3 separate regions of the Gossypium hirsutum genome follow, and all the other regions are linked to region 3. Evidence: chromatin contacts called from public Hi-C data. All regions are on one chromosome and are shown on one strand. Each heading gives the region's core, a stretch centred on a gene start, on an enhancer-like site or on the middle of the called end of the contact. The rest is flanking DNA. Distances are from core to core; before and after follow the strand shown.

Region 1 (3,110 bases), core at 154-2,653, 480 kb before region 3:
GAGAATGTTTTGTTAATTAGGATTCATTTGTTTATCTTTGTTTACTTTTTGTTGGTTATGCATGATTATGTTGTGATGCCAATGGTGGTCTGTAGTGTGGTCACGTAAATGACAAATGTGCCGTTTCGGATTCGAGTTGGACCGTCCCAACCGAATTTTTGGCACCGCAAATGATGGAGAATTGGAAGGTGAGACAAGGAGTAATACAATCAATCAACCCAAAGTTGACAAGAAATGAGATGAGTGAACCCATTTTTTTTTCTTCTAGCAAGCTATGAGTTGAGCTCCACAAGATCTAATTGATTATTAATTCTAGGAAGGGATAGCAAAGGGCAAAGGGAAGTGGGTTGATTGCTGCGAGAAATTGCAATCTTTAAAATACATATCTGGATGGGACACAAAGACTAAGTTAGAAACTATTTTTAGGGATCATAAATAAATTATATTTTTTTTAAAGTTAAAATGTAATTTTATTATTGTATTAATTTATATCTTTAAAATGTTTAAAAGATTAAATTAAAATTTTATTATCTTCAACATGAAAATGGAATTTTATGGTTTACTCATTTATATTTTATAAAATATAAAAGACTAATGTAATAATTTTTCATTTTAGGGACCTCTACCCCTATGTCATAGTGCAACCTTGTAGTAGGGGTGTTCATTCGGTTAACCGACCCGAAATAATATTAACAAAATTAACCGACCTTTCAAAATTTTTAACCGTTAACCGAACCAAAATTTTTTCAAAAAAAATTAACCGAACCGAAATTTTTTCGGTTAATTTGGTCGGTTAACCGAATTAACCGAAAATTATATATTTTTTATTTTTGGTTAAAAATTAACTGAATTACCCGAATTAACCGAATTACCCGAATTAACCGAATTAACCGAATTGAATCACTACATAATTAAATTATTTTTAGACTTTTAGACTTTAGTTTTAGTTTTAGAATTTTATTTTTATTTATTAAATTATTTGTAATTTTTATGATTGGGTTGGGTAATTGGGTTGGGTTGAATACTTGGGTTTGGATTGGGTTTAGGTGAATAGTGGGCCTATTTATATATTATAATTTTATTTATTAATTTTTTTGATTAAACCGAAAAAATTCGGTTAACCGACTGGTTTCGAACCGAATTAACCGTTAACCGAAAAATTAAAAAATAATTAACCGACCCCGACCAAAAAAATTTGGTTAACCAACCGATTAACCGAATTCGGTTGGTTAACCGAATTTTTTCGGTTGTACCCGAATTTTGCACACCCCTACCTTGTAGTGTCATGATAGGGTAGGATGTCAAGGGGCCATTCATATATAGGGCAATGGCAAAGGATAGGGAAACCTGAGGAAGGGTAAATCTTTTGTATTTAAGAAAGTTTCTTCATTTCAAACATATTTACGTTTTCTGATAGTGTTTCTATAAAAACGTTTTAGCATTTTATAAGGATGGACAGTCTATAGCGGTTGGGCTGAACCACCAGTTATGACTATTGAGATTATTAACCGAGTTGAGTGGGAGCCTCCATCCAAATGTCTCACAAACTTACAACCGAGTGAACAAAGTTGTGTTTATGACACCCTGTCAACTCCTTTCGTGGCGCTCCTGAGGCTGATGGTAGGCAGGTTCTAAGCTAAGGCCCTAATACTGAAAATTAGTAATAGCATCTATATTCTACAGTAACTGAAGATAGGCCAAGCCAACTTGGCTCTCTGTGGATGACAGAAATCCAACTGTGACAAACACCTTAACACATGAACCACAAACTCAGATTTTTCAACCAAAAAAAATATCCAGAATGAATGGCCCACTTCTAAAGCAAGCATCCAACAATCTCTTTGAAACAACATGAAAATGACAAAAACACAAGCCCATTTCATATAAAACTCCCTCAATCACCCAACTCCTTTAGTAGCAACTGATCTTTTCTGCGATTCAGAAGAAAATGGCTGCACTCACTTCAATTACCCCCAACCCAGCTTCATCCTCTTCAGTATACTCCAATTTCAGGACCTCTCCATTGACTCTCTCTTCCCAGATTATTGCAGACTGTTCTTGCCTTTTGAGTGTAAGATCAGGTCTAGCATCAAGGCAAAGACTGGCTTCCCGGAATCGGCGGTGCCTAATTATCCGAAGTGCAGCAACAAAGCCTGCAAAATCACCAGGTACCACTACTGTTGTAGTCCAACCTTAATTTAATCATAAGATGAATGGTCGATTGAACCTCAGGCTCAGGAACAAAACAAATTGGCTGACCTGATTTTGATTTTCTTCTCTTCTTTTGGAGGGATTAGCTGAAGAAGATTGGAAGGTCAAGAGGGAACTTCTCTTGGAGAAAAGGGTATTCCATCTTCCACTCTCATGCTTAAGTACACATTTTGATGCTGCATACATACTTGGAAAATTTAAAATCGTCACTCTCACCGGTTGATACAACAAACAACCCGTTCCCCTTATAAGTTGCTACCTAATGATTCTATATTTAGAGGATGGAAGTAAAAAGCTAGAAATATTTATAAATACCATCAAATATCATGAATTGAGAAGAAGAATCCCCTAAGGGGGGATAAAGCTCCTGTACACAGGTGAGTGTCTGTAAGGATGACAACGCAAGCATAACAACAGGATTACCCTTTGCTTGCAGGTAAGAAGTGTGGATGCAAAGGAAGCTTTTCGCCTTCAAAAAGAGAATAACTTTGTGATTCTCGATGTACGTCCTGAAGCAGAATTTAAAGAGGTCAGTCGGTTCATTACAACAGGAAAATAATCAGTCACGAAAGGGGCGTTTCAGTTAATGCTGCTAAATTTGATGCCTTTTGATGCAGGCTCATCCAGCAGGTGCTGTTAATATTCAGATATATAGGCTTATAAAGGAGTGGACGGCATGGGATATCGCCAGGCGTGCAGCATTTGCATTTTTTGGCATATTTTCCGGCACAGAAGAGAACCCTGAGTTTATGCAAAGTAGAATCAAGTTCCCTATTTTTCTTCTATTGTCCACCACCATTTCCTACTTAGCAGTTACAAAAGGAACTAACTGTTTGTTATCTAAGCAGGTGTAGAATCAAATTTTGGCAAGGACGCAAAGATAATAGTGGCGTGCACAA
Region 2 (2,875 bases), core at 316-2,815, 270 kb after region 3:
AACACCAGTCCCCACTACTAATGCGTAATGCCAAAATACGATTGAATTTCTTCCTTTGCATTGTACGACTATGAAAGAACTTCGTATTGCGATCCCCAAATTGGAGCCAATCATACCTAGCCTTTTTCCTTCAAAGAAGTTCCTCATGGTTAAGCACACTTTCCAATTCATCTCGAACTTCCATCTCCAAGTTAACTAAGCTATTGGAGGTCAACCGATCCATGGCCTTTTGAATGCTCGTAAGCGATCTCATAAGCTGTCTTTTGCGCGTGCCTATAAAGCCATATACAGATATGTTCCATTCTTTGACATGTGAGGTAAAATTAGATAAGGAATCATTCATGTTACCTGCAAACCTCCACTTACTAGAGACCAAAGCTATAAAATTCGCATGCTTTGTCCAACCTGTAAGAAACCAAAAAGGCCTCCCTTTGGGAATATTGAATTCAGGATTAGTTTTTAGAAGGATGGGCCTATGATCTGTTTTAATACGTGGAAGATGATAAACAAGACTACCCCAATAGGACGAAATCCAAGTATCATTAGCTAATGCTTGATCAATCCGCTCATGCGTATTACCTTTTTTCCAGGTAAAGGAGGGCCTTATGAATCTAAGGTCCTGCAACAAATAAATTACATCTCTTACCAGTGGAGCGATCACTTCTTTTATCCTTAGGTGAGAGGACAACATTAAATCACCCATAATCAACCAAGGTAAAGGATCGTGAGGTAAAACATCTATTAAATTAGTCCAAGAGACTTCCTCTTAACTCTGTCAGGACTACCACACACAAAAAAGATAAAAAAAAATGAATTAGTGAGTATTGGCATGAACACGAAGAAGCATGAATTGGGGATGATTATGAATAATGCTAATGCAAATATTATCCTTCCAACCAACCCAACCCAGATGCCAACTGAAAAACCAATAGACTCAATGCGGTGAGAAAAGTCAAAACCCAATTTATCAATAATAGAATTAGCTATTTTACCACTAACTCTCGGTTCCAGCAGACACACTATATTCGATTTATGCTCAAAATTATACTCATGAAAAACACGGAGAAATTTGCTACATGCACAACCTTGACAATTCCAAGAAAAAATTGACAAATTTAAATCCATAATAAAAATATACAAGAAAAGAATAAATAAAGCCCCAAGAAACCTTACTGTCAAGAGTTTTAGTAATCATTCCTGAATTCTTTTACCAGCACCTAGGTCTATTGAACCTTAATTAGCACTTCGTAATGTGGAAACAGTCTGAGCCAACCTAGACATAGAAACACTCAAAGGAATTTTAGAAGAATTTTTAATTTTAAAATTATTCTCTTTCCCATGCGTAATTTTGTTTATTTTCCTTGTAGCACGAAAGCCCCCATTTTTACTCCCTAATATTTTCCTCGAACTCCGAATTTTATTAACACCCAAAGCTGAAACAGTGGCCCCCCTCAATTGAGCACCATTAGCTGAATCTTTCTCTTTGAACGATACAACAATATGTCTGATGAGGTTTAAACCACCAGGGGAATGACCTACCTGTACTGCAACCGGCTCTGACAACGAAGAAGTTGACTCGGATGAAAGAGAGGGGCCACCATCTTCACTCACCTCCTGACCTACAAAAAACGGATTAAAGCAAGAAACAGTCGCTGTTGTTGAATTGGAATGGTTAGTGGAAGCTTTAAAAATCTTAGCACCAATCGAAACTTTAAAAATCAGAATAATTCAAAAAAATGAAAAGAACTCTCTGGTTCGTTATTTTGAAGAGCAGACTCTGTGTAATGAAGGTTCGTCACGTTGTTGGGCTGATTCATTGAGCTACTCGATGGGTCCATAACAGCCTTGAGAGCTATTGATCCGGCTGCTCTAATATCTAAAGCAGGCTCAACAGGTGTTCGGCCCACTAAGGCTTTCACTTCTGGATTTCTCCTTTGTGGGTTTAAAAGCCCATCACCTTGATCATATATACTATCTCCCACCGATTGCTCAGTCCTTGTTGACTTAGGGTTGCCCTGTGTCTTAAACCCCTGTTACATAACATTCTCTCCAACCTTCAATTTATTCTTAAAACCAGCCAACTTTCCAGTATCTTCCTTATTTAACTCATCTTTTAGATCAAGCAAAACTTCCATATTAGCCAGAGCATCAAATCGAGAACCCAATTTTCCTTTCTCCGTAAAATCAGTTTTTTTAATATTGTTGTTCCTAGAATTACACCTTCCTTTCCTTTCAACCATAATCCAAGGCCCGTAAACAGCACCTTCTCCTCTGCTTACAGCCTCTGTCAGATTAGTACCCTTCTGATCCTTCCCCACTGCCAGATCCGGTTGTGGCGAAGCACATAGCTCCTTAGCATGTCCGTACGTCCCGCAGGTGAAGCAAATCATAGGCAGCGCTTCATGCTCAACTTTCTGATGTAAACCACTCATAAGAACTTGAGCGACCAGAGGCTTGTCCAGGTTGACATAAACAACCATCTTGGCGAAGTGGCCTCTAATTCTACTATTAGTATTGAAATCTAACCGAACAACCTTTCCTATGGTCTCTCTTATTTCTTCAAGAATTTTCCTTTTGTACAGAAACCCTGGGAGGCCTAGTAACCGTATACAAGCCATCACCATGCTTGGGTATGGTTGTAAGGGATTGAATTCTTTGGTCCAGGGTTGAACAGTCAGATATTGACCATAAATTAGCTAAGGACCTTGCGACAGAACTTTTGCCTAGTCTTCGGTGGACTGAAATTTAGCCAGAAAGTATCCATTCTCTATGTCCATGAGATGGAAAGGCTTGGAGGGATTCCATAAACTATTGATTCGATTATTTAAAGCCCCATACCCAATATTGTTAGATCCTCTCTGAGAAATCAATAGTA
Region 3 (3,020 bases), core at 130-2,629:
CCTAAATTGAGTGAATTCATGTGTTTTGCTTTCTATAAAAAAACAATTTTTTAGTATTTTCCGAGACATCAGGAGATACAGAAAATTATTGTACTTTAAAAACTTAATTCACTCAAAAAATATAAGTGATTTATTTCAAGGGATCACAATTAAACATGAGATTTCCAACATTTGAATTTTGAATTTTTTTTTGACAACTGTGTAATTATAAATGTACCAATTTTGGATATGGTAGGGATGCTATAACTTGCTCTACGCGGAACCAACTCTCCATTTTTTTTTTTAGATTTTAACGTAGACTTTAAAATTATCAGTTTTAAAGAGGTTTTGAAATTTCTTTTTGAAAAAGTCACCGTTCACACCTAGCAAAAAAAAAAAAATTTTTGTGTTTTTCTTAAAGCTCAAAGTTTCATATTTTAATAAAATCGTTAACCTGATTTATTAATTTTTTAATTATTAACAGAAAATTGGTGGCTGCAGTTCTCTTAATCTGTGTTAGCGTTAATATTGCTTTTGTTTAATAAGTAAATCTTATGTTATTAGTGTTTGATCTGTTTTTGTTTCGAAATTGTATTCCAAAACTTGTTTTTTAATTCTTGTACTGCTTGTTGTACTGTTAATTTGCTTGGTTAAAAATTTAGGTCCTCTTTACGAAGTGTTCACACGCTTAAAACGGATCTACTCCAATAATAGGTTTTAAATTAGACCCGAAATGAATCTGAGCTTGAAAAATGAATTGGGATTCAAATTTAAAATTGATCAAGTAACCATTAGGCCTTAACAAACTGGGCCAAAGAAAATAAAAATCAAGTTCAATTTTGAACAATAAATGGCCCAATTCCAAGTATAGAAAATCTAAATAATCTCATAATTCAATAAAATCAAAGCTCAAAAAACTCGAAATTGTCTAGGCGGACATAATTTGTTGTTAACACTAATCATTTCCAGCTCTATCTTTTGACAAAAGCCTTCAATGTTCTTCGACACCATTTATTGTTGTCAGCTTTTAGATTGTCCACTATTTCACCAAAAATATGTTCAATTCGAAGGGAAAAAACAGGACCAATAAGCAACAAAGAGCGAACCCCCCCCAAAAAAATCATATTTAAAGTGGAATAAAAACATAACCCAAAATGACATCATCTCACGATATATCATAAGCCGCCTTGGGGGTCAACGAATGAGGTCTAGCCACGTTAGCTGCGAGCTCGCGTCGCCACTTTGCTATCTAACATCGACTTCGTTGTGCTATCAAGGGAAGGACACGTGTCCTCCTTGTGATACAACACATTCGGTGACGTAGGGCAAAATTACCGGTGCAGCCGGTAACTCCCTCTCTACCGTTCCCGCTAGGTATATAAGCAGACTTCTTGAAAACTCTCACTGAACTTTTTTTTCCCCAAATCAAGTCATTTAAAAAAAAAAAAACCAAAAACAGTAAAAAGTAACGTTTGCCTTTTCTATTGCGATTTTGAGGTAGTAGCTTCTCTCTTTTTCTTTAAGCAGTAATTTATTCTTCATTTTTTGTTAATAGTGTAAATCATATCATGAGTTCCAACTTTCTTTGATCGATCACTAAAAGCAGGAAAATTTACCGGTTTTTCATTTTCTTTTTTAATTTGAAGTGATTACTGCTGTTTAAGTTGCTATGAAGTTTTAATTATGGTTAATCTGTTGCTCCGAACTTTATTTTTGTAATTGGAATTCAATTACACTGAATTTTTAATGCGTGTAATCTATTTGATACTCAAGTTTAATTAGAATTTAATTAGTAGTTCGTTTCGTGATGTAGGTCTCGTGATTGCTGATATGTTCTTTTAAGGTAGAAGGGTTTTAGGTTTTCAGTTATACATTCTTGGCTTAGTGACTTGGGTCCAAAAATTAGGGTTTTTATTCAGGGGGTGTGTGGCTTTGGGAAGGGGGAGTTCAGGAAGTTCGTTTCCTTAAAATTGTGGAGATTAGGCTTGGAAAGCTTAGTGGATTTTTTTTTTTTTGTGTTTTCATTCTTGATTGATTTTGTCTTAGTGGAATAACGTTTGAAACGTTGTAACTTTGTTCTCTTGAAGCATGTGCAATTCGGATTCTAATTATTATCTGGTTTTTCTAGTATACATTGCTTTTAGATCTCTGCCAAATTGTTGAGGGCGCATTTGTTATCAGAAAGGCCTGGCTCTGGACAGCTATTTAAACTCCAGCCACCAGGGGGCAGTACATTCAATGGCACCTTCACGAGTAGCTGGAGGGTTAACTCAATCTTCCTCAAGTTCTGGAATTTTCTTCCAAGGAGATGGACAGTCCCAGGTTGTAGTTAACACTCGCTTGTGCTCACCTTATGAGAACTCATCTAATTTAATTCCTGGAACTGGGCATCCTAATCTGGCTCCTGTTTCGGGGGACATGAACAGTGCTGTCTTGAACAATGTGGCGAACTCAGGACCTAGTGTTGGGGCAAGTTCTTTTGTCAAAGATGCAAATTTGGCATTTTCAAGAGGTCCCCATTTGCAGAGAAGTGCTAGCATAAATGCAGATTCATATATGCGCCTGCCAGCATCGCCCATGTCGTTTTCTTCCAACAATATAAACATGTCAGGTTCATCGGTCATTGGTGGATCCTCTATTGGCCAGCGTGGCTCACATCAAGACCCCAGTGTCCAACAAATGCAGCAGAGTCAGCAGCTGCAGCAAGGGGCCTCAAGTGCTTCATCTTTGCCCATTTCACAAACTGGGCAAGTTTCACTTACTCTGGGTCCACGAGGCCCAGGGACTTTTGTGCAAGACCCTAATATTGTATCCCAGGTGCAGAAAAAAACTCGAGTAGATGTCAAGCAAGAAGACATTCTGCAGCAGCAGGTGTTGCAACAACTTCTGCAAAGACAGGATTCCATGCAGTTGCCAGGTCAAAACCCTCAATTACAAGCCTTGATCCAGCAGCAGAGACTTAGGCAACAACAAATGTTACAGTCAATGCCACCATTGCAGAGAGCCCACTTGCAGCAACAAATGCAATTGAGGAAGCAGTT

What was found. A called contact is a pair of places that touch in the nucleus more often than the background predicts.
Region 1: a Hi-C map of leaf shows a contact between it and region 3, with 2.1 times the contacts expected there. The contact joins the promoter of LOC121220119 here to the promoter of LOC121203502 in region 3. A contact is called at or near these places in 5 of 34 Hi-C or Micro-C datasets (all in leaf).
Region 2: a Hi-C map of leaf shows a contact between it and region 3, with 2.2 times the contacts expected there. The contact joins the enhancer-like site here to the promoter of LOC121203502 in region 3. A contact is called at or near these places in 10 of 34 Hi-C or Micro-C datasets (anther, callus, hypocotyl and 2 more).

What each region holds. Positions count from the first base shown.
Region 1 is chrD08:34,318,307-34,321,416 of Gossypium_hirsutum_v2.1, forward strand. LOC121220119 (rhodanese-like domain-containing protein 14, chloroplastic) reads left to right here and starts at 1,404. Exons shown (of 6, transcript XM_041099307.1): 1 at 1,404-2,168; 2 at 2,298-2,344; 3 at 2,648-2,740; 4 at 2,829-2,967; 5 at 3,060-3,110. The coding sequence starts at 1,949. LOC121220120 (a long non-coding RNA gene) reads right to left here and starts at 2,386. Exons shown (of 2, transcript XR_005917301.1): 1 at 2,260-2,386; 2 at 1,894-2,153.
Region 2 is chrD08:35,073,611-35,076,485 of Gossypium_hirsutum_v2.1, forward strand. No RefSeq gene overlaps it. Among protein-coding and RNA genes, the nearest start is that of LOC121220327, 41 kb to the right of the region's middle. Within about 2 kb of position 1,566, at least 9 of the 9 cell types and tissues checked have an H3K27ac peak or open chromatin away from gene starts, as enhancers often do. A contact at or near this core is called in hypocotyl and leaf, where this site is marked.
Region 3 is chrD08:34,800,021-34,803,040 of Gossypium_hirsutum_v2.1, forward strand. It overlaps LOC121203502 (probable transcriptional regulator SLK2), which reads left to right and starts at 1,380. Exons shown (of 10, transcript XM_041100130.1): 1 at 1,380-1,476; 2 at 2,108-3,020. The coding sequence starts at 2,218.